Linked DNA regions of Zea mays: region 2 is linked to region 1. Evidence: chromatin contacts called from public Hi-C data. All regions are on one chromosome and are shown on one strand. The core of a region is the stretch at or near the end of the contact, and the rest is flanking DNA. Distances in the headings are between cores, read along the strand shown.

The links. Hi-C and Micro-C count contacts between places; a contact is called where the count stands out from the background.
Region 2: a contact with region 1 is called in a Hi-C map of leaf mesophyll, with 3 times the contacts expected there. The contact joins the promoter of LOC100384408 here to the promoter of LOC100191147 in region 1. A contact is called at or near these places in 5 of 25 Hi-C or Micro-C datasets (bundle sheath, leaf, leaf mesophyll and 1 more).

Annotation. Positions count from the first base shown.
Region 1 is chr10:120,451,423-120,457,345 of Zm-B73-REFERENCE-NAM-5.0, forward strand. It overlaps LOC100191147 (Putative MAPKKK family protein kinase), which reads right to left and starts at 3,639. Exons shown (of 11, transcript NM_001358426.1): 1 at 3,012-3,639; 2 at 1,662-2,285; 3 at 1,391-1,478; 4 at 1,213-1,275; 5 at 326-486; 6 at 159-234. The coding sequence starts at 3,418.
Region 2 is chr10:120,611,727-120,617,649 of Zm-B73-REFERENCE-NAM-5.0, forward strand. It overlaps LOC100384408 (OSJNBa0006B20.20-like protein), which reads left to right and starts at 2,860. Exons shown (of 3, transcript NM_001176950.1): 1 at 2,860-3,949; 2 at 4,524-4,648; 3 at 4,804-5,349. The coding sequence starts at 3,373. The coding sequence ends at 5,124. It also overlaps the pseudogene LOC109942904.

The DNA.
Region 1 (5,923 bases), core at 2,389-4,888:
GCAAAAATGACTGCCGTGTGTCATACAAAGTGGAGAGCACTCAGACAAAAACACAGTAGTTGACTTTAAAAGTCCAACAAATATTAAATATTATGATAACTGAAAGCGTTAAACACAGGCAGATAGACAGAGAGGGTCAGAAAGTAAACACTGCATACATGCTTAGCCATGCCAAAGTCAGCCAGCTTGACTTCACCATTAGGACCCACGAGTATGTTTGCTCCTTTGATATCTCTGCCAAAAAAAAGTATGACATGATTATTGCATTCTGTGCTATATGACTATACCTATGGAATGAGAAGACAGTTTTAGACAACAAAACAACCTGTGGACAGTGTTCCGCCCATGTAAGTAGGCAAGGCCAGCAAGAATTTGCCCAGTGTAATTACGAATCACAGGTTCCTTAAAAGAGCCATATTCTCTTAATAATTTGTGGATTGAACCCCCCGAAACATACTCAAGACAAATGGAAAGTGATTCATCACTCTGCGTACAGAAACATGTACGATTAGAAAGTGTAAGCATGACCAAGTATGTTGTAATGCAACACCAATAAAAGCTGATGAGCATTGATTACTATGATACTAGAACCACAAAATAAACCCCTGAGGTGGACAAATAATAGAATATAGAAGGAAATGCAAATAAGTCAAAACAACAGCAAAAGAAAACAATCGAACGATACTTAGTGCATACTACCCCCTGCCATCTATCGCTACCAAAACCATCCATGTATGTATGCACAAAAAGTGTGATACTGTAATGGCTCACATAAACAGTAGAAATTTTGCTAATTTCTGCAACTCCTAATACCTAATACTTCCCAAACCACTGAATGGATTCCATATTCTTTAGGTCACTATATACAGTCACATGCATTGGAGCTCAGAATTTGTTGCCATCATATATCTATACAATGCCAGATCTTTCTTTGACATGTTAAGTTCAAAAAGTGATGAAGCCCTTGTAACTGAGTAATCTTTTTTTGTGCATGAATGCTCCAACCCCTTTTCCTAGAATAGCCAATCAAGTACACTATATAAGTTACCTATGCAATCTCACTAAATTGATAACAACTTACCACTAGCTCACAAAAGAAACCATATCACATCAGACAATACATGTATGGAATAAAAAACACGATAGGGAAAACAAGTATTGAAACTAAATTGCTGCAGAGGTAACTGAAATGGTTTATGACATAGAACTTGCCAGCTCACTTCCATGGTACTGCACTATGTTTGGGTGGGAGAGTTGTCTAAGCATATCTATTTCCTGCCAATGCCAAAATTAATCATGTGGATCAGTCAATGAAACAAGAGACAAAAAATACTTAACATTCATGAGATGGCAAACCAAGCCAACTAAGTAAGACAACACCAGCAAGTACCTGGTTTAATTGTTTGAGTCGTTCCTTCGAATGTGGATCATCCATAATAACTTGAACCTCCTTAATCGCACAAAACTGCCCATTTTCACTGCATTGTTGAACAATCACGAAGTAAGGATATCTTGTAATGCAATTGAATATGTCAGTTTATTTGCACTGCCATATCTCTATTGTATAACTGTAGCATGAGGTGCAATTCTAATGCATCAACTTCCACTAGATGTCGCAAAGTTTCTGTAATGTAAAGGGGGAGGGGGGCAAAATGTGATACCTGTTAAATCCAAGGTAAACCTGACCAAATGTACCACTCCCTAGCAATTTCCCTTTCTTCCATTGTGACTGGGACTGTGAGCAGTTAGTGGGAGATGCAGGAAGAGGTGGGCAGGAACTGGGAGACGAAGGAAGAGGCGAGCAAAAACTGTGGGTTGGAAGAAGAGGTGAGCAAGCACCAGAAGCTGGATGAAGAGGCGAGCATGCACCAGAAGCTGGATGAAGAGGCGAGCATGCACCAGAAGCTGGAGGAAGAGGCAAGGGATGTGGTGGGCTCCTCAAACCATCCATCTTTCTTACTGGTGACCTCGGGCTGAAACCAAATTCTCTAGAATTTCCATTGCTCACAGCGAATGCATGGCCTTTTGGGATAGGAGAGAGACTCCTTGTTCTTGGAGCAAAAAGATCTCCAGATATCATTCTTCCACGTGAACAATTGGCTTCACTCGTTGAAGGTGCATCACTTTGCAAATGAAGTTCTCTAACACTAGCCGCAGGAACATCAAAGAACTTCTGATGCTCCCGTGGCATACTACAAGACATGAAACACTTGTCTTCATTTAAGATCCTATCTGAATCAGAAGGCATATTTCTTTCCCTCGCAAAAGCAGCCGGATCCATGGGCCTAGAAATTACAAAGCAAGCAGTAAACATGAGACAACATATCAACATGCCAATAAAAGGCTTCCAAATAATGTACTTATTTAAACAGGCATAGTGGAGAAATCCCCAGATATATCTGAGTGCAAAAGAAGAGATAGACTAACCCATGTGCATTATATCCTGCAAGGATAAACAGGGAATCACCCAAAAGAAAACCGTTAACCTGCACTCAAAGGTTGATAGCTCTGGTTTCGAACAGATGATGCAGTGAAGACATGGCTGTTCACTCGTTATTACTGTAATTGTACTTTTATTATTTTTGTCAACAATTCACACGCCTTGGTCTCCTGAAGCCCTGATCTCTCCAGTCCTCATTCTATGTTTACCAAAGCGAGAGGGAGAGGGAGAGGAAGAGATGACCAGGATTGTCGAACTGGAACGACCTAAAAAAAGGTCAACTGGTGCATTTGGTGTGATGAATCCTCACAGTTCACTCTAACTCTGCCCTTGACTCAAACCCCCTAAATACGTCGCACACCAAATTGAGGGGAAGACAATAAAGCAAACCTGCAGATCAACCTATCTCTAGGCACTCGACTCCCCCCAAATTTGATCAGAGCACCAGGCAATTCAATTGTAGTTATTGCAGCCAAATGGGGAAATTCTAGTGACAACCAGGCTGCGGCAAATTCGGAACTGATGATTGGGCCATATTAAGGCACCAACCATTCCGCGACGAGTCACTCACCTAAACCCATGTTGGTAGTGCGGCTCGTCCAACGACGCGGCCGAGCACACGCTAGACTCCTCCGCGGACGAGCAGCCGTCACCGGCAGCGGCGGCCGCCGCCGCCGCCAGCACCACCTCGTACAGAGTCCCGACAGGCTCCACCGCCTCCACCGGCGTCGGGAGCTTGTACCCTACCGACCCATGCCCCGGCGCGGCGCCGGCTGGCCGGCCGCGCGCGGCGGCCGCGCCGGGGAAGTCGAGGCTGTGCGCCTTCCTGTCCCGCGGCGTCGGCGTCGGCGACGGGGACGGGGAGGGCGACTCGAGGTCCGCGGACTTGCGCGGGGACGAAGCTGCGGAGACGGACCCTGCGCCCGGCTTGGCCTTCGACCTAGACCTCAGCTTGCTGCGGGGCCACCACGCGGGCATCGCGCCGCTGGCTGTCGCCCCCACCCGGGGGGGCGTCCGCGCGCTTGCCGGGTACGGTTCCCCCGCCAAGCTCGAACTGCCGCGGAGAGATGGAGGGAGAGGAAGGGTGGGGGAGGAGAGAGGGAGAGGGAGAGGGCGAGGGCGAGGCGCGCCGCGCGAGGAAGGCGCGAGGTAAGGAGCAGAAGCCGACGGCGCCTCGCTTTAGGTGAAGGGAGAGAGAGATACGAACGGGGGAGATATTTTTCGATTTCTTTTTTTTCTTATAAAGAAATGGTGCGGAAGTGGTGGAGAGGGTAGTGTAGGAGGAGTACGCGTGTGTGCGCGCGCTCGCCTACGGCCCTACGCGAGTTTACTGCACGCAGGCAGGCACACACGCGCTCGCCTACGCGAGTTTACTGCACGCAGGTGGGTGGCAGCTGCGGCGACGGCGACTCCGCGCCGCGGGGCCCTGGCGGGCGGGTCCCGGTGTCAGCGCGCCGTCCTGGCCGGGCCGGGGCTTGTGCGTTCGGCGGCCTGCTCGGGCGGCTGCAGCTGGGGCCGCGCCCGTGCGCGCGATTTCTTTTTTCCGTCTTCCCTTTCTCGCGTGCGGAAGGGAATGGAATCTTCGCAGATGGTGGTGCGGTGTGTGTGGCGCGCCGATGATGGTGGAATCTTCGCGCCCGGGTTTGGCGCGCAGGATGCTTGACGGTCGGCCCGGCAGGACCCTGCTGTCGTGGCAGGCGATTACTTGGCGGATTCTCTCTCTGTGTATATACTGTACTTGTTTTTCCAATTTTTTTCTTTTCCACAAAAAAGCAAGGATCGGTAGGCAAGGGATATCGGGCACGAATGGCATGGAAGAAAACTGCTTGTCTTGTCTTGTCATGTCGCTTGCTATCAAAGAGGAAGGAAAGGATGGATGCTTAGGAAACATTTGTATCCATTAGATGATAGTATATACAGCTCATCCACCACGAGAGGTCCTTTTTTGGTTTAGGCGAGGGATTGCTTACACAGATGTCAGATGCTCATGGATAATGACTACATTTAGGTCCCGTTTAAAACCTTTAAAGCTAATAATTGACCGTCTAGCAAATTGTTAGTTGAGTTGAGTCAGCTAATGTATATTAGCTAGGGGTATTTAGACTTCTACATATAGTTTTAGCATGTACTTATTAGCTCTAGATGTTCCTAACATGGTCTTAATTTTATCCCTTTGCTCTTTAGTCATTTTCTTACATACTGTTTGCCATCATCGGTGGCCCTTTAAAAGAAGAACGGAGGGGTATTATAGATTACTTTTTTTATCCGAGATAGAATATTAAATGCTAGTATATGTGAGAGTATGAGATGTGAGTCACTTGGATGATTAAAATTTTAATGTATATGATCTCGTGCTCAAATAGTATCTTTCTCAATATACAACTTTATTCCCTTAACTCTTTTTTCAAAAATGTTTATATGACGTATTTTAAATGTGTATGATAGTATGAATTAGGAATAGCCTTACCTACCTCAATTATGGCATCACATCATGCATGTTGGTAGCAATCGCATCCACTACAAAAAAATGTATAGTGTTAGAATAATGTTATTTGCTCTGCCTTTTTTATAGTAAAGTCCAATTCAGCCGTGAACTAATCGTCGAATCTGGAAGACCCCCTAAAATCGGACAAATATCCTCGTGATGTTTTCGAAATGTTTTTTTTGGGTGAATCTGCTCAGGCTTCGATTATTTCTATTCCATATGAATTAGATATGGTAGAAAGAAATTAGAAAGAATTTTGATTTGCTAGGAATTTAAACTCACTTAATTCCTCATAATTCATATGGATTGATATTAAAAGGAAGAGGCCCTAACATAGCATAATAGCCCGCCTATCAATTGGTCTCTCTCCTTCTATACCAGAAAATATATTTTTTTTCATATGAAGTCTTATAAATATAAAAGTTATATCGAAATTGTAGAGCTTAACGTGATACGCAGGTTTTTTGTCTGATAATTTTTATTTTAAGATATTTTACTATAGGCTCAAATGTTTATTTTATGTTATTAGAATTTAAAATTCAATCTTTTGATTTATTTATAGATACTCGGACGTTGACATGTTTTGCATCATCAAAGTTGTGTAAATACCCGTATATCTGTTTCATTTTCTTTAGTTCTCATTCTCAAACTTATTTTATTCATTTCTTGAGCGAACTGTTCTACAACTTCAGAATGGCCAATATTTTTTATTCAGAATCGTGATCTATAGTGGTTTAGAGGCCTATATATCTGCATTAAGTTCTTAAAATGTCTAACCATTTTTAAAAAGTAAGATAATCTATACAAAAGTTGCAGATCTCAATGTGGCCTATAACTTTGTAGTTGATAACTTTTTTTATTGGAGATCATTTAGATGTACAAATCACATTTTAAGTTACTTGGATATGAGATCCATTTTAAAAATAATTCTGGACGAAGTCACATCTTATACAAATATGTAGTGCTCAACAAGGTCTAAAACCTTTTTAAGTTGAAAT
Region 2 (5,923 bases), core at 1,610-4,109, 160 kb after region 1:
ACGGTTAATTTTATCTTCTGATATGTCGTGTACTTGATTTTTTGTAGATGGTTCCTTATTGGTGCGCCACACATCCTTATTGTTGGGAGCAGATGGTGCAAAGGTGGTGCTCGTCTGAGTGGGAGGAGGCGCACAACGCTAGCTAGGAACAATGTTTGATGATACAAGGTCCCTCCCACTACCAAGGCAGTCGCAGCCTCGGCAAATACACATAAGCATGGGTACGCACTCTCTTTAAATTAGTCTAACTTTCGATTAGGCATGATTTCTAACCATCTCGTTGGTTTTCTCGCAGTCGGCGTCACATGGTGGCCAGCCTTGCTCCATCTTCTCGGCGTATGATATGGCCCATAAGGGTAAGGCGACGTCCGACATCACCTACAACTCGGAGGACGGGCCCGAGGCGTATAGTAACCCCACCGTCTACAACCGCCTCAGTGAGTACACTGCCATAGTACAACAAGTTCATGCCAAATTACGATCCGAGGACCGAGGACATCGACGGAGATGTTCTCATGAGGGTCAGAGGAGGCAAGATGCATGTGCAGTACTGGATTGTCGACGAGGCAATCGACTTGTCCTCCACCCCACCCTATCTCAGGTGCGAGCAAGGAGCACGAGCGCGAGCCCAGCCATACGATCTCGGCAGGACAATTCACAGCATCGTATCCAGGAACTCCAGGTTAGTGCTTCTGTAACTCGTCATTCATTGAGTTATATACCTTCTCTTTGCATTATTATAACATTAGGGTAAAAAATTACAGGCCTAGCTAGAAGAGAGGAGGGAACAAATGGAGATGGAGGTGAGTATGAGGGCGGAGCGTGCGGCTCGCTTGGTGGATCAGTAGAGGATGGCGAAGATGTTCCAGTACATGCAGAGCCTTGGCGTCGCACAGGGTTTTGCTCCACCACCTCTATTATTCCCTCCAGCTGACCTTGCTCAGTTTCATACTCCTGTGAGTATCAAAATTTTAGTCCTGCATGATATATATTCATCTGATCTCACAAATGTAATCTCTTCTCTATGTAGGGACAATCTGCGACATCAAACAACCCTCATGGATTGTCCAGCCCATCGTCGAACCAATCCAGCTGCCCACCTCGCTGATGTTCTTCTAAACTTAGTTGTGAGACATATTTATGGCATATATTGGATGTTTGTGGACTCATTTATGTGATTACTTGTTAGTGTTGTGAACTATTTTGTGATGCTTGTGACTTTGTGGTCTTTGTGAAGAAACATGTGATATTTGTGAGCTATGTCGCGTGTTTGATGTATGTGATGATTTTGTGAGCTCTGTGATGTATATGTGATGATTATGTGATATATGTTTTGTTTGTTTAGATGGAATAGTAAAAACAAATAAAAAGGGGTTTTGGTCACTTTGTCGAGTGTTACACTCGGCAAAAGGCTCTTTGCCGAGTGTCGTGACCATAGCACTCGGCAAAGAAGGCACACCTGAGAACCGATAAAGCTTCTTTGTCGAGTGCCTTCTAGAGCACTCGACAAATGGCCTGTCAAAGGGGCCCACTGGTGCTCCTTTTGTCGAGCGCTGGGAGTCTTTGCCGAGTGCCTCTTGAAGCACTCGACAAAGAGATTGGCAAAGGAGCCCACGGGGCCTTTTTTGCCGAGTACTAGACCAGCAGGCACTCGACAAAGAGGGAGCCTTTGTCGAGTATCAAGGAGAACACTCGACAAAGGCTTCGTCACCGTCACTTAGCGTCGTGATGGCGACTTTTCTTTGCCGAGTACCTGGTGGCACTCTCCCGACAAAAAGTACTCGGCGAAGAAGCCATTGCCAATATACAGCTCGTCGAGACTTCTTTGTCGAGAGTCACACTCGGCAAAGAGTTTGCCAAGTGTTTTCCAATCTCGGCAAAGCAGGTTGTTCCAGTAGTGCAAGCAGTCATGCCCCATGTGTGCGTGCCTGACGACCCACGACGCTAAGGTTGGCCATCTACAAAGTTTATGTACACAATAGATCATATATTGTTTAGGATTTTTAATATCAAAAGTTGTGTTGCATTTAACATGAAACTCTTCTCAGATATTATACTATAGTGTATCTTAGATAGATATGAGTGGTAATAGATCATGATTCAAATATTTTTTTTCATAATAAGTCAGGATCTTTAATAGATTTTAGTTCAAAAATAAATAGGAATAGAACCCGATTCTAATCAGATTTGATACTTAAAATTTTTCTGTACAAAATTTAGAGCCCGTTACCACCTATAATCTTAGACGTCGCAAAGTTGTATTATTTGTACATGCCCTGAGAGACATGGCGGGCTGAGGACGGTCCATCGGACCATGGGCCTTTTGTTTTATACCTAAGTTGCTAAAAATTACCATACATTTTTATGCCACACTTGCCTAAGATAATTAAGGTTAGACGCTCAAATCCAGCGCCACAGTTTATCATGTCTAAGAGAATTTTGCTATACTTTTACAAGTTAATGACGAGTGAGAGTGAGACCTACGTAGCAGGAGAAAAATCTTGCCACAACTATTATTTTAAACCAAACACATATCTAACTTTAAATTACCATACATTTTTATGTCACACTTGTCTAAGATAATTAAGGTTAAGCGCTTAAATTCAACGCCACAGTTTGTCATGTCTAAGAGAAGTTTATCATAGTTTTAAAAGTCATTGACGAATGAAACCTACGTAGTAGGAGAAAAATGTTGCCACAACTATGATTTTAAAACAAACATATATCTAACTTTACCTAGCCTTACTCATGACAAATCTTGACAAGTGAGGCAATAAACCAAAGAAGTCGGTTATGAATGGTGAGTTGGCGAAGGAAGGTGAAGCAGCGTCTCCCCTCCCGGTCGCCAGTCGCGTCGACCCCGAGTCCCGACCGGTGCGCGCGCAGGCGCACAGCCAGGACACGACCGAGCACGGAGCAACGTCGCCCTCCCCCAGTAGCGCAGCCCGGCCACGCCCTCATCGCCCATCCTGCCGGGCCGCGTCGCCGACTCGCCGCCAATTACCATTCGCCTCTGCAGACCCGACACGGCGCGCGGCTCCTCGCCGATTTGTTCCCGGCGGCTCATCAGAAAGGTGGGGTCTCTAGTTCCGAGATCACTGGAGCACTCTCTCGGTTTTAATCCGTAATCGTGCTGCTTGGCGCCGATTTCTCATCTCCGCAGGCTGTCTCCTTGGGGGGATCGATTACTCGCGTGGCTCGCAGTTCGCACGATACTCGGGGGTTCTGACTTGGTTCTAAACAGCATCTGCATCTTCTCGACCCCCCAGGCTTTGGATCTGGCCTTCGTCTCAGTTCAGCGAGCCGCGAAGAACAGCCTTGATTTGGTGCCCCAAGTGATGTAGTGTGAGAGGCTAACTTCTTGAGAGCGCGATGAGCAGCCAGGGATTCGGTGCGGGGAGCCCCAAGTCCTTCCGCTACCCCAGAGGCGGCGACTTCGATCTCGAGTCCGGGTCCCCACGCAAGGGCCGCAAGCCCAAGAACCCTCACCTCGAGACCTCGATCGTCATGAGGATCCGCTACTTCTACGAGGCGCACCCCGTGGCCGTCGCCCTCATCCTCCTCTCCTTCGGGCTCAGCGTGCTCATCCTCCTCTCCGTGTACGAGACCCGGTTCAGGACGATGAGGAGCGTCAGTGCGTGGTCCAGTGACGGTGGGGATTATCCATTGCCAATGCTCCGGAACCTTGTCATGGTGGCTGGGCATTCGATCTATACGAGCTCAAGATGCGGGGAGACCGAGAGTGAGAATTCCTGGTTCTTGGAGCCGTACCAGAAGCACGCTGGACAGGCGGCCACCTTCCTGGCTCACATCAAGGAGGGGGTGGGGATCGCGGCGAGGGATGAGGGGGCACTCCTGTTGTTCAGCGGCGGGGAGACGAGGAGAGATGCTGGCCCGAGGAGTGAGGCACAGAGCTACTGGGCTATTGCCGAGTCGAAAGGATGGTTCGGTGAGTTTTCGGCAACTTCATTATTTCTTGGTTGATGTACTTTAGTAAGATTTGTGTCATCGTGAGTCTCTGTTGCTCTAGTCGAAGTTAGGATAGGTCGTGCAGTTACTTATGACTGCTAAATGCTACCCATCAGCTGCTCTAGTAAAATGCAAAACAAACAAGCTTGTCTTTGGGGCTATGTATTCATAGGATAGTGATTTAGAATTGAGAGTGGGTGATTCAAAATTTCAAATAGTCACTTGTGGTTCTTCATTTATTCTCAATTCAAAAATCATATTATGTTTCTGTAAGGCACTACCGATAGGCAAGCCCTAAAATGCTGGTTTCTGGTTATGTCAAAATATATACTTCAATGCACATTTCCATCTCTGCATGCTCAAACAAGTTAATGTTCCTGATGGTTAATATTTTTTAGCTTTCTCACTGTCATCACTCATCAGTGTGGTAGTTAAACCTTATTCATGCTTGCAGCTACATCTTGATGTTCTTTCATTTTCTATAACACTGAATGATTTCCCAGTTGTCCACTTGTCCTTGACAGTCTTCTAACCGATTGTGTGGACATGCACAGGAAATGATGAGGGTGTAAGAAGCCGAGCACTCACCGAGGAGCATGCACGAGATAGTTTTGAAAACCTCCTATTTAGTGTGTGCCGTTTCAGAGAGCTAACTGGAAGATACCCACAGAACATAACTGTAAGCTTTGCTTCTTTTGAAAACTTTGAATCAACTGTTTACTTGTTCATACCAGTATAACAATGGATGTAGATCTTCTGAACTTTGAATCCAAGCTCTTCGAGTTCTGGTTATCGCCATTCCCTAATCGGCACACTTGAACGTCTGTTCCTTAGGTTGTTAGCTACGATTTCAAGGAGGAACGTTTTGCACAACTGCACAGAACCGCACTCGGATTCCCGGAAGGAAGGTTCTTCTTCTCAGGTACACCAGCTACGCCTTCTGCAAGGGAGGCTGCTCTGAAAGGCGAAGCAGCTGTCCGAGCTCAGTTCCTTGAAGACCCGTATGGATGTCTAGGATCTCTTCATGTAAAGAGGCTGAAGCGGGACCCGTTCCACCGAACCATTCCATACCCTGCCGGTTGCCCAGAGCTGAAGGGTCTGTTCTCCTATTGTGGCCCGGTGCCTTACTCTGGGCACCTCCCTTGGACTGAGTAGTAGTGTAATGTACATCAGCCTTGGATGGAGCTCCCCACTGCCACTTCACGATGTCCAGCAGCCTTGCACTGACCTTGTTCTGAATTGAGGGAGAGTATATGTTACACTATCAACATATGGATTTTTAACCTTTTTGTTTCTTCTCGATGACTTGGCTACTGTCTTTACTCACAATTCAAACTTGTGATTTTATTTTTACACGTACTCCGCCTTATTCTGTGGTGCAATGCAAACAGTGAAGAACTTCCCCTTTGCAGCCGAAGTTAATGAACCTTCCCTGTCAGCAGAACCCGAACAGAATCTGTAGTCTGTGATATCCTGCTGTTCTTCTAATACTGGTCCCTCTGCTTTTCCAGTTTCTCAGCGCAGTTAAATTCACTCGGTTAGCTAGAATCTTGAGCACTTCCAAGTTCCAATCTATTGCACCAAAGTTATCTCCAGTAACATATCGCTTTTTCTTTTACATAATATATTTTACACTTTGTGGGAGTCGTCTTCATTTCTGGAAGTTGACACCTCTCTTTCCCCTCTCAGAGTAGGGGGGCTTGTTTGGGTTTGAGGCTTGTGTAGTGAGGCACAGGCATTTCATCATCGGCGGCCGATTATTGGACGGCTGGGTCTGAGATTGATGCGTGGGTCTGGGCCGTAGTGTGTGGACTGAGTTAATTCTTTTGTCTTGGAAAGCGAGGAAACAAGGCGAGCCAAAAAAAATGGCCCAGTGAAATTATTCAGATTTGAGAGGAAACAGAGCTTTCTTCACGCAGAGGATTAGCCAGGTCTGCAGACATGAAAACAAAAA